Linked DNA regions of Ovis aries: regions 2 and 3 are each linked to region 1. Evidence: chromatin contacts called from public Hi-C data. All regions are on one chromosome and are shown on one strand. The core of a region is the stretch at or near the end of the contact, and the rest is flanking DNA. Distances in the headings are between cores, read along the strand shown.

Region 1 (5,001 bases), core at 1,134-3,633:
ATAAACTAAAGAAGCCCAAGGGAAAACTAACCCATGTCTCTATTTTCCCTTGAAGTCCCTTGCTTACCCCTAAGAGCTGCTTCCTCCAGTTGCAGGAGGCAAGGAAGGAGAGCCATATGGCTTGAGACCCTAGACTCGCCCAGCAACAAACGAGCCCCCCACCATTTGTCTCCGGGCCTCTCATGTGGGCGGGCATCCAGCTTTCAGTCGGGTGCTCTGGTCTGCGTCTCTGTCTTGACTGTTCCTAATTATTGGAGGGAACGCCGTGGCTCTCCTGACCTCGGAGTTTAAAAGCTGCGAGTCCTAATATCAAACCAAGCAGCTTCATTTAAAAGGCATCCTCATCTGCATCCATAAAAGTCACTCCCGGAGCCCTAGCTTGCCCCAGCTTCGGGAATGCCTGCTGTCGAGGATTTATGACACGCCCTGGCTCTAATCGGCCACACTTTAACTGCTGCTGTTGCACATCTGGTCATAAAAGCAAGGGCCGGCCCAACATGGGGACAAACACTTTTCTTTCCTAAGTGGCTGCAAATCTGATCTTACAGTGATAGCCAGGCTCAGATGTAATCAGCCAGCATCTGGGCAGTCATTAAGGCTCGTCAAGCTTTGCGAGGCTTTTCCCACACACACGACAGTTATAAAGACGATTCTCACGGAGCAAGCGCTAGGAAGAAAGAACCTGCAATCTGAACAGGTGGCAATGGGCTAGGCCAAACAATATCCAGGAAAGCACAAGCTGGTTAAGGAGCCAATCTTTTCACAAAGATACTAGCTACTTCCACATGGACTCTCCTGTTGCCTGGAGAAGGCAGGCAGTTGTCTGTCGAGATAGTTGTCAACAGACAACTGCCCTGACATAAAGTAATTCTTGGCCAGAGATCGTTGTTGTTTAGTCACTAAGCCATGTCTGACTCTTTTGTGACCCCATGGACGGTAGCCAGCCAGGCTCCTCTGTCCATGGGATTATCCTGGCAAGAATCCTGGAGTGGTTGCCATTTCCTTCTCCTGGGGATCTTCCCACCCCAGGGATAGAACTCATGCCTCCTGCCTGGCAGGCGGAGTCTTTACCACTGAACCACCTGGGAAGCCCCATCCTCTGGATCAGTTTGGTCAAATGAATCAGTGGGTGGTTTAAGAGTACACTTTTTAAGGTAGTGGAATCCTTCATTAGACTAACTGGGTTATACGAGAGCAAGAATCTAGCCCAGAAAGGAACACAATGCTGTCGGTTCCGGAGGTTTTACAATGCCTTGAACAGCCTGCCCTGTGCGCAGAATTGGCACGTTTCACATCGTTCAGGAACTCCAATCAGACCAAGGTTCAACAAGTAGTGCACCCTCCCAGGCGGAACGCAAGGAAAGAGCTCCTCGAACACTGCCAGCTCCTCTCCACCAGCTCTCCACAGCCCCCCATCTCTACCCCTCCTCTGCGGCTGTGCCCAGCAGGAGGGAGCATTAAAATTATCTGCTGTGGGCTTTACGAGCAGCGATCGCTTTTTAAAACAACAACAACACAAGGTCCTTGTGTGGCTCTCCGGTAACCTAAAACCCTGGAGGCAGAGCTGCTCTCCCCCGAACCGCCCCCCGCCCCTGCCGCCGCCGCCGCCTGCCAAGAACGCCAGCGCTCTAGGACCGCGCGCGGGGTGAGCCCACCGAGCAGCCCCGCTTGAGCGGAGAGCCAGGAGGCACCTCGGATGCAGGAGGCACCTCTAAGGGTCTTAGAGCAAAATGCCCCGAGAGGAGAGATGGGGAAAGAGAACTCACCAGTGACAGTAGGGGGAGAGGGGGAGGAGGGGGAAGGCAGAGTCGGTGCTGCAAGAAAGAAGGGGTGGGGCGGGGGGGAACAATGGGAGAAATTTTAATTTCAGCAACTTCGCCAAGAAGCCCACCGGCGACGGGGTAGTAGGTGGGGGGCGGGGGGGCACAGGTTCTGATACCTCCCTCTCCGGTCCCCAAGGGATGAAGGCCAGCGACCTGCGGTCTCCTTCCGCAGGTGGGCGCGCGGCTGGGGGCGCACTTACCCTGGGGCCGGTGGTGCGGTGGTCGCGAGCCGGGGACAGCTGCACTAACACCAGCAGCAAGTGGGGCGTGAGCAGGCGGGCGCAGCGCGCGGGCAGCATGGTGCCAGGCCGGTCCGGGCAGCGGGCTGCGGACAGGGGTGGCGGGCTTCACGGAGCGCACGGCCGCGCCGGCCTTCCTGCCTTCCTTCCCACCCCGGGGGACCCTGGCGACGGCGGGCGGCGGCAGCGCGGGATCGCGGAGGCTGCAGTCGGAGCGCGCGCTCATGAACCGCCCCGGGAGCGGAGCTGAGCGCGAGCGTGTGTGCTCTGCGCGCCGCGCTCTCCGCTCGGCTGGGCCGCGGCGGCAGCAGGTTGGATGCCAGAGCCCGGGCCATGGGAATTCCCGTTATAAACCCCCGGGAGGGGCGGGGCGGAGCCCGGCGGCCCTGGCTGACTGGCCGAGAGGCCCGTGGCAGCCGCCCCTCGGGCAGGTGAGAGCCAATGGGAGGGAGGAAAGAGGGGCGGCTCGCGACCGACCCCACCGAGGAGCGACACTTGGTGGCTCGGCCGAGTGGGCTCTAGGAGAGACCGGCATAACGAGGAACTTTATCTTGGCCCTTCGGCCCAGAAAAGCGTCCGAGAGCTCCAGCAGCCTGAACGTCCCAGAATGCCCGCCCGTAAATGGTCACACCTTAAGCATGTTTAGGTTACAGTAAGTGAGTTGTCACGTCAGCCGGATGAAATAGGTAGGGAAAACACTCCTAGCCCCGTTTTCTCAGATGAGGGTACTAGGGCACAGGAGGGGCTGACAAATCTGCTTCCCGGCTGCACCAACACCGAGAATAACTGGGGAGTCGCCAGGTCACCTGCACGCGGAGTACAGGCTGCAACCAGCGTTAGGAGTGGGACTTGGGCGCGTTCGCTGCTTGCAGACAAGGTAACGCATTAAGTCCTACAGCGGCGGCCCGGGAGCAGTGTCAGGGGGAGAGAGGAAGCTCCTGCTGGGCATCTCCTTGCTAGGGAGGGCCCCTGTGGGTATGAGATGATGCCAACCCACGGCCTGGTGGTGGATACAGGATTAGAACTCAGGGGTCCTGGCTCCCTGCCTGGAACTAGAAGGCCAACAGGCAGCTTCTCTGTGGCCCAGGAGCCCTGGCAGGAGAGGTCAGAGGGGACCTGGTCTCCTGACTGGGGGAAGAAAAGAGGAAAAAGCACTGATAGGAGGGGTAATCTGTGGATGAAGAGACCCCAGGGATGGGTCAGAGAAGTCAGGGAGACCTCTCCTGAGTGCCGGTAGGATGTTAGAAGGCTCTGCCCAGGACGATCCCCAGGAGTTCATCTTGGGAATGGTCACAGACACATCACACCAGCCCTTCAAAGGCGCGAAAAGGTCCACTGCATTCAACCTAAGAGAACCATGGTTTACCTTCTTAAGTGGAACACAACCCTTAGTGTTTATTTTCTTTGGTATGGACCACTCACTTGAAGGTGAGGGATTCTTTACTCCAACCAGGCTGGAAGCAGCGCCAGGGCTTAACTCCTCTCCCTGTGACTTAAGCGGTCCTGACAAAGGTTAACTCTGCTCCCTCACAGCTTCTCTCCTGGGTTGCATAAACAAGCTTCCCCACCCAATTCCTGCATTCAGTTTTGCTCACCCGGCTTGCCTGCCACCTAGCCTCTACCCAGCAGCCAGTCACCCTTCTAAAACGCAAACCTGAATCGTCACTCTCTGCTTAAAAGGCTTCAACTCTCCCCAGCGTCATCAGATCAAAAAGCCCTGACTGGATGTTAGAACAATTACAAAGTACTGATGGTTCTTCAAACAAAAATGAGAAACTGCTCTAAGAGAATTGTCTGTCTTCCTCTGCTGGGAAATAGCAGGAAACAGTTAATGTTCTCTGGAGCCCATCAGCATGGGTTCAAATCCTGGGTCTGCCACCTAGTGGTATAACCTTGCATAAGTCACTTTACTTATCTGGGGTGCTGCTTTCCCTTCTGTAAAATGGGAATAAAAATAGTGTCCACCTCAAGAGTAGTTGTCAGGATTGAAGGAGATGGAATATGTAAGTCCCTTAGAATGACTGTGTTAGAAACATCACAACCTGGCATCTGAAGAGGGCAGTACAAATGCCTCATCTCATTTTACCCTCTGAATGATCCTGTGAAGTCGACAGAGAGATCCAGCTTTACAGGTAAGTAAACCAGATACCCCATGCGCCTGGGACTTGCCTGGCCTCATTTGGCTGGCAAATGACAGCAAACATTCAAGTACAGGTTTTCAGAGTCTAATTCTGCCTCCATCATCTGATAACTGCGATGTCCAATCGCACAGAGTTTGACAGTTCCTGTGTGCTTCCTGGGAATTTTTTCAGTGGCCTGCAAGGGAGCTGAGATTCTGAGCTTCACTGAGTTTCAGTGAAAAGCATGGAAACAGCAAGGGTCAGCCTTTCCTGGAAACAGCCCTTGTGATCTGGCATCCTGGGAATTTGCCCAGCTGGACTTGTCTGCTTCTCCCATGCCTCATGAAGCACTTACATCAATTTCCCTGTGCCTGCCTGAGTGCTCCTCCATCAGGGGCTCCCCAGGATGAAAATGTCACCCTCAGGCTCAGCAGTGTGGTAGGTTTGTTCTGACTCTACCACCTTACCACATGCACCCATCAAGCTGGTCAACTTCTTTCTGTTGCTGGAATTATTGAGAAATCTCCTGGAGTAAGTAAGTATGCTTGAGATGGCCCCCTAGTATCTGGCAGCACAAAGTGCTGAGGGAAAAGACACTGCAATAGTCCTTTCCATCCGTAACACCACAGGCTGCTCTCCAGCCAGAAAGCTTGTTTCCAAGTGGTCGCTGGTCCAAAAGTCTACATTATTCTGGATTTCAACCATATAGCTTAGTTTAAAATATGAGCAACTGCTTTCCAGTTACTTTGCTCAGCAAAGTAATTTTGCTTTCCCTCCGGTTGGCATGGGAGGCCTTTCGTAACCATGGCTATCATTCAA
Region 2 (5,001 bases), core at 664-3,163, 94 kb before region 1:
CTGCACGCAGAGAAGAAAAGAGCTGCATCTCATGGGCCTGGAGCTACTTAGGTGCAGTTTGTAGCAGGCATGCATCAGAAGGAATGGTTCTCCACAGGGAAATCCGAGGTCAGCACATAGAGGTCATCAGTTGCCCATCTCCATTCAAATCCAGCCCAGGCTGGAAGGTAATCAGACTTAAGCCATCTCGTGGCAAGGCTGACAGATCACCGTGAATCTAGCCGCCGTCTCTGGGCTGAGAGAAGAGAAAAAAGAGGTGGCTGGGAAGAGGTGAAAGACCCGTGAACGGGCGACATTCTGTGTATAGGATGCTCTGAGACGGCTGGCTCTGCACACCTCCACCAGGTTGGAGACAATGCAAGGAAACCCTTCAGATGTACTTAGCCCCCGTGAGGGCAGAGGCTAGAGACCACACGAGCCCCTTCATCTGGGAGACCTGCCATCCATCATCCCTGCCGGAAGCACATCCCTAGGCCCTGAGAGGGAGTGCTGATGGCTCCACCGTTTGCATGACAAAGGTCTCCAAGCTGGCATCAACGTGTAGACCAAACACCGCGAGAGATCCTCAAAACCGAGGCCCAGAGACGCTGGAAAAATAACTGCAGCCCACTCTGCGCTTGCAGCACAGGCTACGGAGCCGTCAGCGGAGGGGCGGGGCTTGAGGGCGCAATAAAAGAAGTCTCTAGGAGCTGAATGTTGGAGGTTCCGCTTCTCTCCAAGGCTGGCTTGACAAATACAGGAGCACGTGCAGAAAAGAGAGCAGTTTTCTAAATGTTTTTATTCTTCTCTCACTTTCCTTACACTGCTCACTCCCAGAGCTCTTAGAACTAAGAAAGCAAACTGCGGAAAACTCCCGATGACCCTAAATTTTCACTGGCCACGTATCCTAGGCGCTCCAAAGAAAAAGTTCCCGGAAACTGCCAGAAATCATTGTCCAAGTCCTCTCCCACTGTTCTCCCATTCTTCACCTGCCCCACCAACACCACACCGGAAGCTGAGAATGTCCTTTCTGCACTTCATAAGCAATGAAGCCTAGGACCAGTCCTTGACTCTGTGTTAGGTTATCCTGGAAACTCTCTCAAATCACCCACATTTGTTAGCATCTAGACCCCTGAAAGAGGCACCTCGGGAAAATCCACAAGCCTTGGTGGGCCAGGAGAAGCTGCTCAGGGTAAAATCATCACTTCTAAATCGCATTTTGATTCCCAGTCACTTTTCTACTTCAATGGAAACCCCAAATTCCTTCCTCTCAATTTCTGCAGCTTTCAACTGTTTTAGCAGCAGATGGTCAGAACTCAGGGGTTGCTGGGGGGTCCTTTCCTCTCTTCTGATATTCCTCTGTAGCATCAATAAAACATATGTGGATGCACGTGTGCCCCCTGCCCCCCCAAAATGCACACATACCCCTTCCATCTCTCTCGGAGGGCGAGGACCATCAGAGAAGGGACGGCTGCAGGATGGGAGTGCCCCAGATCAATGGATATTTGAAACTCAAACACATGGCCCGGGACCTCCCCCACATGTGTTAATTACCACACATGTGCCCATAAAGGAGTCCGGGGAAACACAAGGGGCCCAAAGAACAGAGCACAGTGAAGACATTCCAGGGGATTAAGTAAACAGTCTGAAGTTCTGACCCTCCTCCTCTCCTGCAGCACGTGCATCTGGGTAAGATAACCAGGCCTCCTTCCCCCCACTTCTCCCCTCGGGCCCCACACCTGTGGACCCAGGAGCAGGAGCGACCCAGACCTGCTTGCTGGCCAGACGCCTGTGACCTGCTACCGCCTGGCCTCTCTCCCTCTCTCCTGCCTCCTGCTATCTCCCCGGGCCTCCTCCCCCAGCCTCCTCCCACTCTGCCTTTCTCCTCCTCGCCTTCAGAGGACTGATTCCTGGCCGGCAACCAGACCCTCCGTCGCACAATACGCCTTTTCATTCCTCCCAGGCGGAGAGAACCAATCCCTCCAAGTCCCGTCCATGGAGCATGTTCAAAAAGGCGGAAGGGTGGGAAAAGAAAGAGCTGGGTGTGCTCCTCCCCTGCTCCCACCCCCCACCCCAGCCCCTACACATACATGCACCCAGACCCCCAGCCTCGCCTCCTTTCTGGACGTCCTCTGGGCCAAGCATCCCTCTGGGCAGGTCTCTGGAGTTGCGGCTCTCGGGAGATGCCTTCTGGGAGACCCCCCATGTGGGCACGAGCTCAGACAAGGGCCCTTTGTGTCTTCCCACCTGCTGCCCTCCGGAGCACATTCCATTCTTAAGTGGCAGCTGAAGAGGCACCTCAGCGGGGCTGACACAGGATATTACCAATGCCCTCTCGCACTCTGTCCCCATTCAAACCCCAGCTTCCTGGACAGGTGTGGCTTCAGGTGGGCCTTCCTACAGGTGGCTTTTCACTGCCCTGCCCGTGGCAAACAAAGAGAAGAGATTCAACACCTCTGCTGTTGTTCAGTTGTGTCCGACTCTTTGCGATCCCACAGACTGCAGCACCTCTGGGAACCCTCCAAAGTAGAAGGAAAGAGGGGCCATTGGGCAGAAGTCAAGTCTCCAGGGAGCAAGTGAACCCTAGCATCTTCCCCCACCCCCCTGCCAGGCCTTTGCACCAAAGAGGAAGCCCCTACACCACCATCTGGAATGGAGGAACCCACCAGGATAAGGGAGTGAAGAGGTAGAAACTTCAGGCTTCACACTCTATCCACCCCGCTCCCTGGAGGAATCAGATTCCCCTGTCTTCTCCCACCTGGATCAGCAAGAGCCTGCTGTGAGCACGGGTCTGATTCCTATTGTCATTCACAACATACAAGACAACCTGGGAAATATTTCTCTGAGCAGTTTAAAAGCCAGATGCTCTGGTTGGCCTTTTTGGGGGCAGGTGCTTCACCCAGCATCATGCACTCCGTGGGGAAAGTCTGGGTGGTCTGTTCTGCATGGCTGCTCTTTCTTTTTCCTACCACCAGGACCTCATGACCAGGATTAAAGCTTATGCTCCTGAAGACTTCAGTGGCAACAAGCAAAACTAAAGGCAGTTCCCTTTTCCAACCCCAATCAATTACAGACAGACATGCCACTCACAGAGTTGATGATTTCAGATCTTTTCAGGAAGAAATGTTTATCCCCTCTCCTGCCCTCCCTCCTAGAAGGGAACCACCAACATTCAAGGCTGTCTTCCTGGCGCTGTGAAGTACTTTTTGCCCACTTACTCATTCCTGTTCACTGGTAGGGAAGCAGCCCATTGGGTCCTTTGGCCCATGGTTTCTAGAAGGAGGTGATATCACCAAGCTCTACTCCCATATCTTCTTGGAGCACCTGCATGCAGGGAGAGCAGGTTCTCCAGACTTTCAGCTCCTCCATTCAAGCAGGGGGACTCTGCCTCCTCTTTGGGTCCCCATGGAATTAGCATCTGGGGCAAGGGCCAGGGCCTCACCTTGGTCTCTCTGTGACTGCAGTGTAGGATAAGCCTGCTTGCCCCACTCTGATCCTTGCAGGCCCAACTCTCCACATAGCTCTTATGAGCATGAAGTTCCCAAGGCTCAGAGTCAAGTAGGAGGGCTCAAACTCAGCTGAGATCTTCCACCTGGGTTTTACCTGAGACCCCAAAATGAGGCTTCTGGAGTGCTTGCATGGGCAATAAAATTGAAACCTGTTTTCCATGCAACCACCCGCTGTCTGTGTGTATGCTGTTCTGGAGGTAAGAAGTGGCGAATCTTAGCGTCTTCCATACTGGAAAGTATGGTGAGCACATCCCAGGGGCCCATTCCTCATGTCGGCTAGTCCACTAACCAGCACTCAGACAAATGCCCTCATCAAGGCCAACTGCACAATTTGTAGGGCCCAGTGCAGAGTGAAAAAGCCTTTTCTTCAAAAAGCCAGAGAAAGGGTGCCACGAAAGACACTAAAATGTTAAGTCTGATCCTCTCCTCCATGGTCTCTCTCTTGATTTGTCATGGTGTTTTTCCACTTGCTATTTGTCATTGTTCTAAGTAAAGAAAGGCTTCCCTAGTGGCTCAGACAGTAAAGAATCTGCCCACAATGCAGGAGACCCAGGTTCGATCCCTGGCTTGGGAAGATCTCTTGGAGAAGGAAATGGCAACCCACTCCAGTATTCTTGCCTGGGAAATCCCGTGAACAGAGGAGTCAGGTGGGCTACATTCCATGGGGTGGGGGGGGGGGCAGGGGCGCAAAAATCAGACAATGACTGAGTAACAAATACGTTCTTACTTTCTAGGTAAAGAAAAATGAAAATTCTAAGCAGGTTATGGAAGACCCGTAGCCCTCATCACAAAAGCTATCTGTCAGTGAAGCCACAGTGAACATGCACAGTACATGTGTCTCTACAATGAAGCCACAGTGAACACGCATAGCACACGTGTCTCTACTGCCCACATGCATGCTTCATTGTCCCATTGCACTGTGCTGACAAAACCCAAGTTCAAGGGCAAAATAACAAGAATTTCGAGACCACAGCTGCCCAGGTCACATGCCCATGGAGCATCGTAGTCTTAGTGAAGAGACTCTGGATGTGCCAGAACAATTATCAAGGAGAATCAGAGAGGAAAAATTATGCTCAGATGAGTTTCCAAAATAGAAGAGTCTGGGTAGGCTTGGGCATGCCCGCCTTCACTGTGCGCTTCTGGTTAACGCCAGTGGTTACCGGTAGTTGATTGACTGAACTTCCCAGGAACCAAGGGTCTCAGGGTCCTCGCCTGCCACGTGCACTGCTCATCTCTCTCAGAAATTCCGGGAGGTGATGAGCTTTACTTACCTCCGGGGCTTCTGGGAAGGAACAGAATAAGAATACAGACTCTCTGCAGGGCACTTTTAGCTTTCACCCCCGGCTTCTTCCATCTTGTCTAAGAACGCCTGCTTGGACGGGCTTTAGAAGCAAACATTTAGATAAAGCGTGAAACTCCACTCACCTTTCCTTCCTGAGTTACCCTGGCTCGCAGGCTTATCGGTGACCGAACCTTGGGTGAGAGGGGAAACAAAAACACAGACGTTCAGAAT
Region 3 (5,001 bases), core at 1,455-3,954, 71 kb before region 1:
ATTTGGTAAGCAAAATGCCACATCGTTATCTGTATTTATATTTCTTTAATTACTAAGGAAAATATCATTCATAGTCATTTACTGACTATTTGTTATTACTGTATAATCTGCTTATTGATATCTCTTGCCCACTTTTCCACTAAGATCTTTTTCTTCCTGGTTCTTAAGAGTTTTTTAAATCTAATATTAGCCTTTTGTCATTAAGGCTAATATATATCATTTGCCCTTTGCTTTGTTTAAGGTACTTTTATGTTCAGAAATTTTTAATTTTGATGTTCAGAAGTGTTTTAATTTTATGTTCAGAAATTTTTAATTTTGCATCTTTTCGCAATAATAAAGTCACTCAGAATTCCAAATTACTGACTTATAACTGGGCATTTGAAATATACCCAACTGTACATGTAGGGTCTTATATACTAGCTACTTCATGGTATGTTTTCATATCTTTTCTGCATGTAAGCTCCTTGAAAGCACAGGCCATGGCATATCTTGAATGCCCCAGGGCAACCAGCTCATAACCCAGAACATAGCAGAGCTCCAAATGTCTGAGATGAAAAAATATTGTGTCTGGGATCTGCTTTGAAGCAATCCAGTTTGGCGTAGGAGATGAAAATAGGGTAAAGATGAAACAGAATCAGCCAGATGTTAATCATTGTTGAAGCTGGGTGATGGGTACATGGGGTTCATTATACTATTATTTCTACTTCTGTGTACACACACACACACACACACACACACACACACACACATTTTTACAGAGGCAGGTGGGAGGCATGTGTCCTGTAGGTTGCAGAATCTTTGTCCCCTGATGAGGAATCAAACCCATGCCCTCTGTAGTGGAAGTCTGGAGTCTTAACCACTAGACCACCAGAGAACTCTAGCAACTTTTCTGTATATTTAAAAATTTCCATAAGCAAAGGGATTTTTTTTTTTTAATGTTTGCTTGATTGATTGGCCAACAGCATCAGAGAGGGGACTTCTGGACTAACAATCGCGATGCAAATTAATTACATACACATCAAGGACACTTTGGTAGCATAAAAGGTTAAGAGCATAGGCCTTGAAATTAGATAGCTGCCGCTGCTGCTAAGTCGCTTCAGTCGTGTCCAACTCTGTGCGACCCCAGAGACAGCAGCCCACTAGGCTCCCCAGTCCCTGGAGTGGGTTGCCATTTCCTTCTCCAATGCATGAAAGTGAAAAGTGAAAGTGAAGTTGCTCAGTCGTGTCCGACTCTTAGCAGCCCCATGGACTGCAGCCTACTAGGCTCCTCCATCCATGGGATTTTCCAGGCAAGAGTAGTGGAGTGGGGTGCCATTGAAATTAGGTAGGCCTGGGTACAAATCCTTAGTGACCTTGAACTTGTTATTTAACCCCTCTGAAACTCAGTTTTCTGATATAAATAAGGGTATTAATAACTACCTCAAAAGGTTCTAGTAAAGATTAATGAGTGTAAAAATCAATGCCTGGCAGCAAATAGCACTCAATAAAGAGTTGCCATTATAATTACTCAGTGACGCACAAGCTTGACAAGCCAACATCCTAGTGGTGGTGATCCAATACCATTCCTCTATGGCTGTGATTTCAGTTCATCATATTGGGCAGCAGACAACAGCTTGGCAGAGGACTCAGAGAACAGATGTCAGGAGTTAACATTCCTGACACCCAGAAGAGAAAGCAGACAGGACCACAGCAAAGGACAAAGTCAGTAGCTCCCATCCTCACACAGCAGGTCATCAAAAAGCCTTAAGTCCATATTCCAGTGGTGCAACCAAGAACAAGAATGATTAACAGCAGGTCATTTACAACCTGGACCCAACACTAGTATCATCTGGAGAGCTTGAAATAATAATAATGTCTGGGTCCCTCATCCAGAATTTGATTTAATGATCTGAGATGTGGTCTAAATATCAAGGATTTTTTAAAACCTGATGTTCTAATGTTTACCACTCTGCTGTTTGAGTTGGGGTGCAGGGTAGCAAGAGAAGAGGTCAAGGGAAAACAAATTAGAGAGCAGAGACCACTGTATCCCATATGAACCCCATTAAAGCCAACTTAGTCATGTGGTCCCAAGCTGTGTCCCATGCCAGACAAACCCAGTCCCATGAAGGTCCCCTCCATAAACCTCAAGAGCACATCACTGTATAATGATTCACAGGATGGAAATATGTTACCAACACCAGGATGCATGCATGTCAATAGTCTAAGCAACATTGAAATAATGGACCTGGTTTCTGGGTTCTGGTCTTAAAGAAAACAAAACCAAAAAAGTCCAGGTCAGTGATAGTGGAGGTTGGGGGAGGCAGAAAAGCATTTTTTTTTTTTTCTCATAGCCTTTTGGCAGCCTGTCAATGCAATTGAAGCACACTCAAAGAGACAGCCTCATTTTGTGAAGTTATTGCAGCGTCTTTGATCAAGGGAAAAAGCACATCCATTTCAATCACTGTGACGGGGTCGGACCGGCTGTCTGGCTGCCTGGCTGCCCACCGGGGTGAGCCAGCCTCCAGCCCGCAGACACATGGCAGCGCTTAGCATGTCAAACAAATGAGGGGGCTCTTGACTGTCTATCCAACCTCTGCTGAACTTCAGGGGCCCCCTCACTTAGCAATTCTGCCCAGACTAATCTGGAAGTTCCCCTCCCCGGCAAACACCACCTGGGCCAGCCTGGCCTCCCTCAAACAAAAGCTGGCCAGCGGCTGTCTGTCACGAGGCAGCAAACACTTCAGAACCGGGAGGGCAGGGGTCAACCGTTCTCATAAGCAACACACTCAGGATTACAGAAGCCTAGAAAGGGGGGAAAAAAGGATTCCGCCTCCTCTCTATTACCTTAACCCCTGTCTCAGCCTCAAATGCAGCTGCAAGAGGTTTGATATTCTCCTGCATACGTGAATTTTCAGCACAAAGATCACCTGGATTCTTTTCACTAGAATAAATGATAAATAAAGAATCCATGGACGAAAGGTCCAACAGAAGATTTTCTTTTTCTTGGGTGACATCGTCTGTAACATCTTGAGAAGATCTGAGTAACAGAACCAGATTAGAGATGGGGCTAATGTTGATAATGGCAGGTATTTACACAGTATTTATGTGTTCCAAGCATTTTACATGTGTTGACTCATTTAATCCTCATCACCACCTCATGAGGTAAGCTACAGTAATACTCAATAGTAATAATAATAGTAACATATAAAAATGTATAATATAATAATTTGTTGTTGTTTAGTTGCTAAACCATGTCTGACTCTTTGTGACCCCATGGACTGTAGCCCACCAGGCTCCTTTGTTCATGGGACTTGCCAAGCAAGAATACTGGAGTGGGTTGCCATTTCCTTCTCCAAGGGATCTTCCTGACCCAGGGATCAAACCAATGTCTCCTACCTTGAGGGTGGATTCTTTACCACTGAGCCACAGGGAAGCCCATAATAATGATAATTACTATATAAAATAATAATAGAGATAATAATCTCTATTCATCACTTAAGGAAATTATGACCTAGAGAAATTAGATGATGTGCCTGAGACGGGAGTGGATTCACGTCCAGGTGGTCTGGCTCTAGGAGAGGTGCGCTAGCCACAGCCCTAGACCGCCTTTCTCTAGGTCATACCTCAGGGCCTCCTTTACTCTTTTTTCAATAGGCATTTTTGTTTCTATCAAAAAGAAACCAACCAGTATAATATTCAAATTAAAGGAGACCACTTGACTAAACTCTAAGAATGGAATTTCACTATGCATTTGTTTTATAGAGATAGGAATTTAAATATTTTTATAAATTCATCTAAAATTTTGCACCGTGTGTTTATTTTATTTACTATGATAGCTACATAGTAAAGAGCTACATTTCTGGGAGAATTTTGAGAGGGGGTAAAATCAAGATAAAACAGGGAATGCTTTGCACGCAGGGACTGTGCCAGTCTTCTCTGTATTGTTCCGATTTTAGTACATGTGTGGCCAAAGCGAGCACGGAGAGTATCCTTTTAAACTGCCAGCTCAGAGAACAGCAGAGTGTGGAGGGCTCCGAGGGAGCTTGGGTGCTGGAGCAATCTGAGCGTGCCTCCCAGCTCCTGGACCACTCTGCCTCCCGCTGCGGTTGCATCTTCTGTAAATGATGATAGCAACGCCTGCCTGGCAGGCTCGTGGTGAGCCATAAGTGAGAAGACGAATAAAAGCACCTCTCACAGGGCAGGCAGCCAAGGTCAGTCTAACTCTGTGGCTATCAATCTTGGCTGAACACTGGAAACGTTAAAAAATACAAGGCCTCATCCCTACCCCACCACTTCCACCAGCACTGGGCCTGAAATCAGCAGTCCCCTGGGCCCAGCCCCCCAGTGAAAGCTGAAACCCAGCAGCCCAAAGGCCAGACTCATCCTTTCCCTCCTCCCCCACCCCCTTGAAAATTCTGGGACGATTACAGGGAAACTTTGAAACTCCCAAGGCCCCCGCCTCCAGCTCTCACGTGGCAGAGGTCCCCAAATGACACTACATTCCAGTGGGAGTCATGCCTGTCCCAATCCAGTGGCTGACCCACCCTTGTCCAGTGACCCTCCCCACTTTCACCCAGCTGTCTCGGCCCTGCTAGACTGTCCCCAGCTCCAGCCTGAAAGCTCTGCCACCCCGTTGTCCCATGCTGCCTGCGTTCCAATCTGTGCCAACTTCAACATAGCCGGCATTACTTTTACCCAGCCTCCAGCCAGAAGGTCACACAGGATCAGAGGGAAGACTGCCTGAAAGGAGATTTTAGAATCTGAGAGCATGCATACACGCGTGCACATGCATGCTCGCACAGACACCACACACGCACATGTGCACGCAGATACCATACACCACACAGCACACACATACCACACACACACAGAAAGACAGCCTCCACACAGAATCCACACACATGCACAGACACGCAAGCACAGATACCACGCACCACACATCACACACATACACCACCACACCCAGGCATACACCCATGCAGGCAGAAACCACGCCACACAAACACGGACACACATGCACAC

What was found. A called contact is a pair of places that touch in the nucleus more often than the background predicts.
Region 2: a contact with region 1 is called in a Hi-C map of hypothalamus, with 2.1 times the contacts expected there. The contact joins the enhancer-like site here to the promoter of SMOC1 in region 1. A contact is called at or near these places in 2 of 16 Hi-C or Micro-C datasets (hypothalamus and tail adipose tissue).
Region 3: a contact with region 1 is called in a Hi-C map of liver, with 2.2 times the contacts expected there. The contact joins the enhancer-like site here to the promoter of SMOC1 in region 1. A contact is called at or near these places in 3 of 16 Hi-C or Micro-C datasets (hypothalamus, liver and tail adipose tissue).

What each region holds. Positions count from the first base shown.
Region 1 is chr7:79,699,116-79,704,116 of ARS-UI_Ramb_v3.0, reverse strand. It overlaps SMOC1 (SPARC related modular calcium binding 1), which reads right to left and starts at 2,383. Exons shown (of 12, transcript XM_027971963.2): 1 at 2,024-2,383. The coding sequence starts at 2,122.
Region 2 is chr7:79,792,468-79,797,468 of ARS-UI_Ramb_v3.0, reverse strand. SMOC1 (SPARC related modular calcium binding 1) reads right to left here. Exons shown (of 12, transcript XM_027971963.2): 5 at 4,914-4,961. Among named protein-coding and RNA genes, the nearest start is that of SMOC1, 93 kb to the right of the region's middle. Within about 2 kb of position 1,913, at least 6 of the 54 cell types and tissues checked have an H3K27ac peak or open chromatin away from gene starts, as enhancers often do. A contact at or near this core is called in hypothalamus, where this site is marked.
Region 3 is chr7:79,770,539-79,775,539 of ARS-UI_Ramb_v3.0, reverse strand. All of the region lies in intron 3 of SMOC1 (SPARC related modular calcium binding 1), which reads right to left. Among named protein-coding and RNA genes, the nearest start is that of SMOC1, 71 kb to the right of the region's middle. Within about 2 kb of position 2,704, at least 2 of the 54 cell types and tissues checked have an H3K27ac peak or open chromatin away from gene starts, as enhancers often do. A contact at or near this core is called in liver, where this site is marked.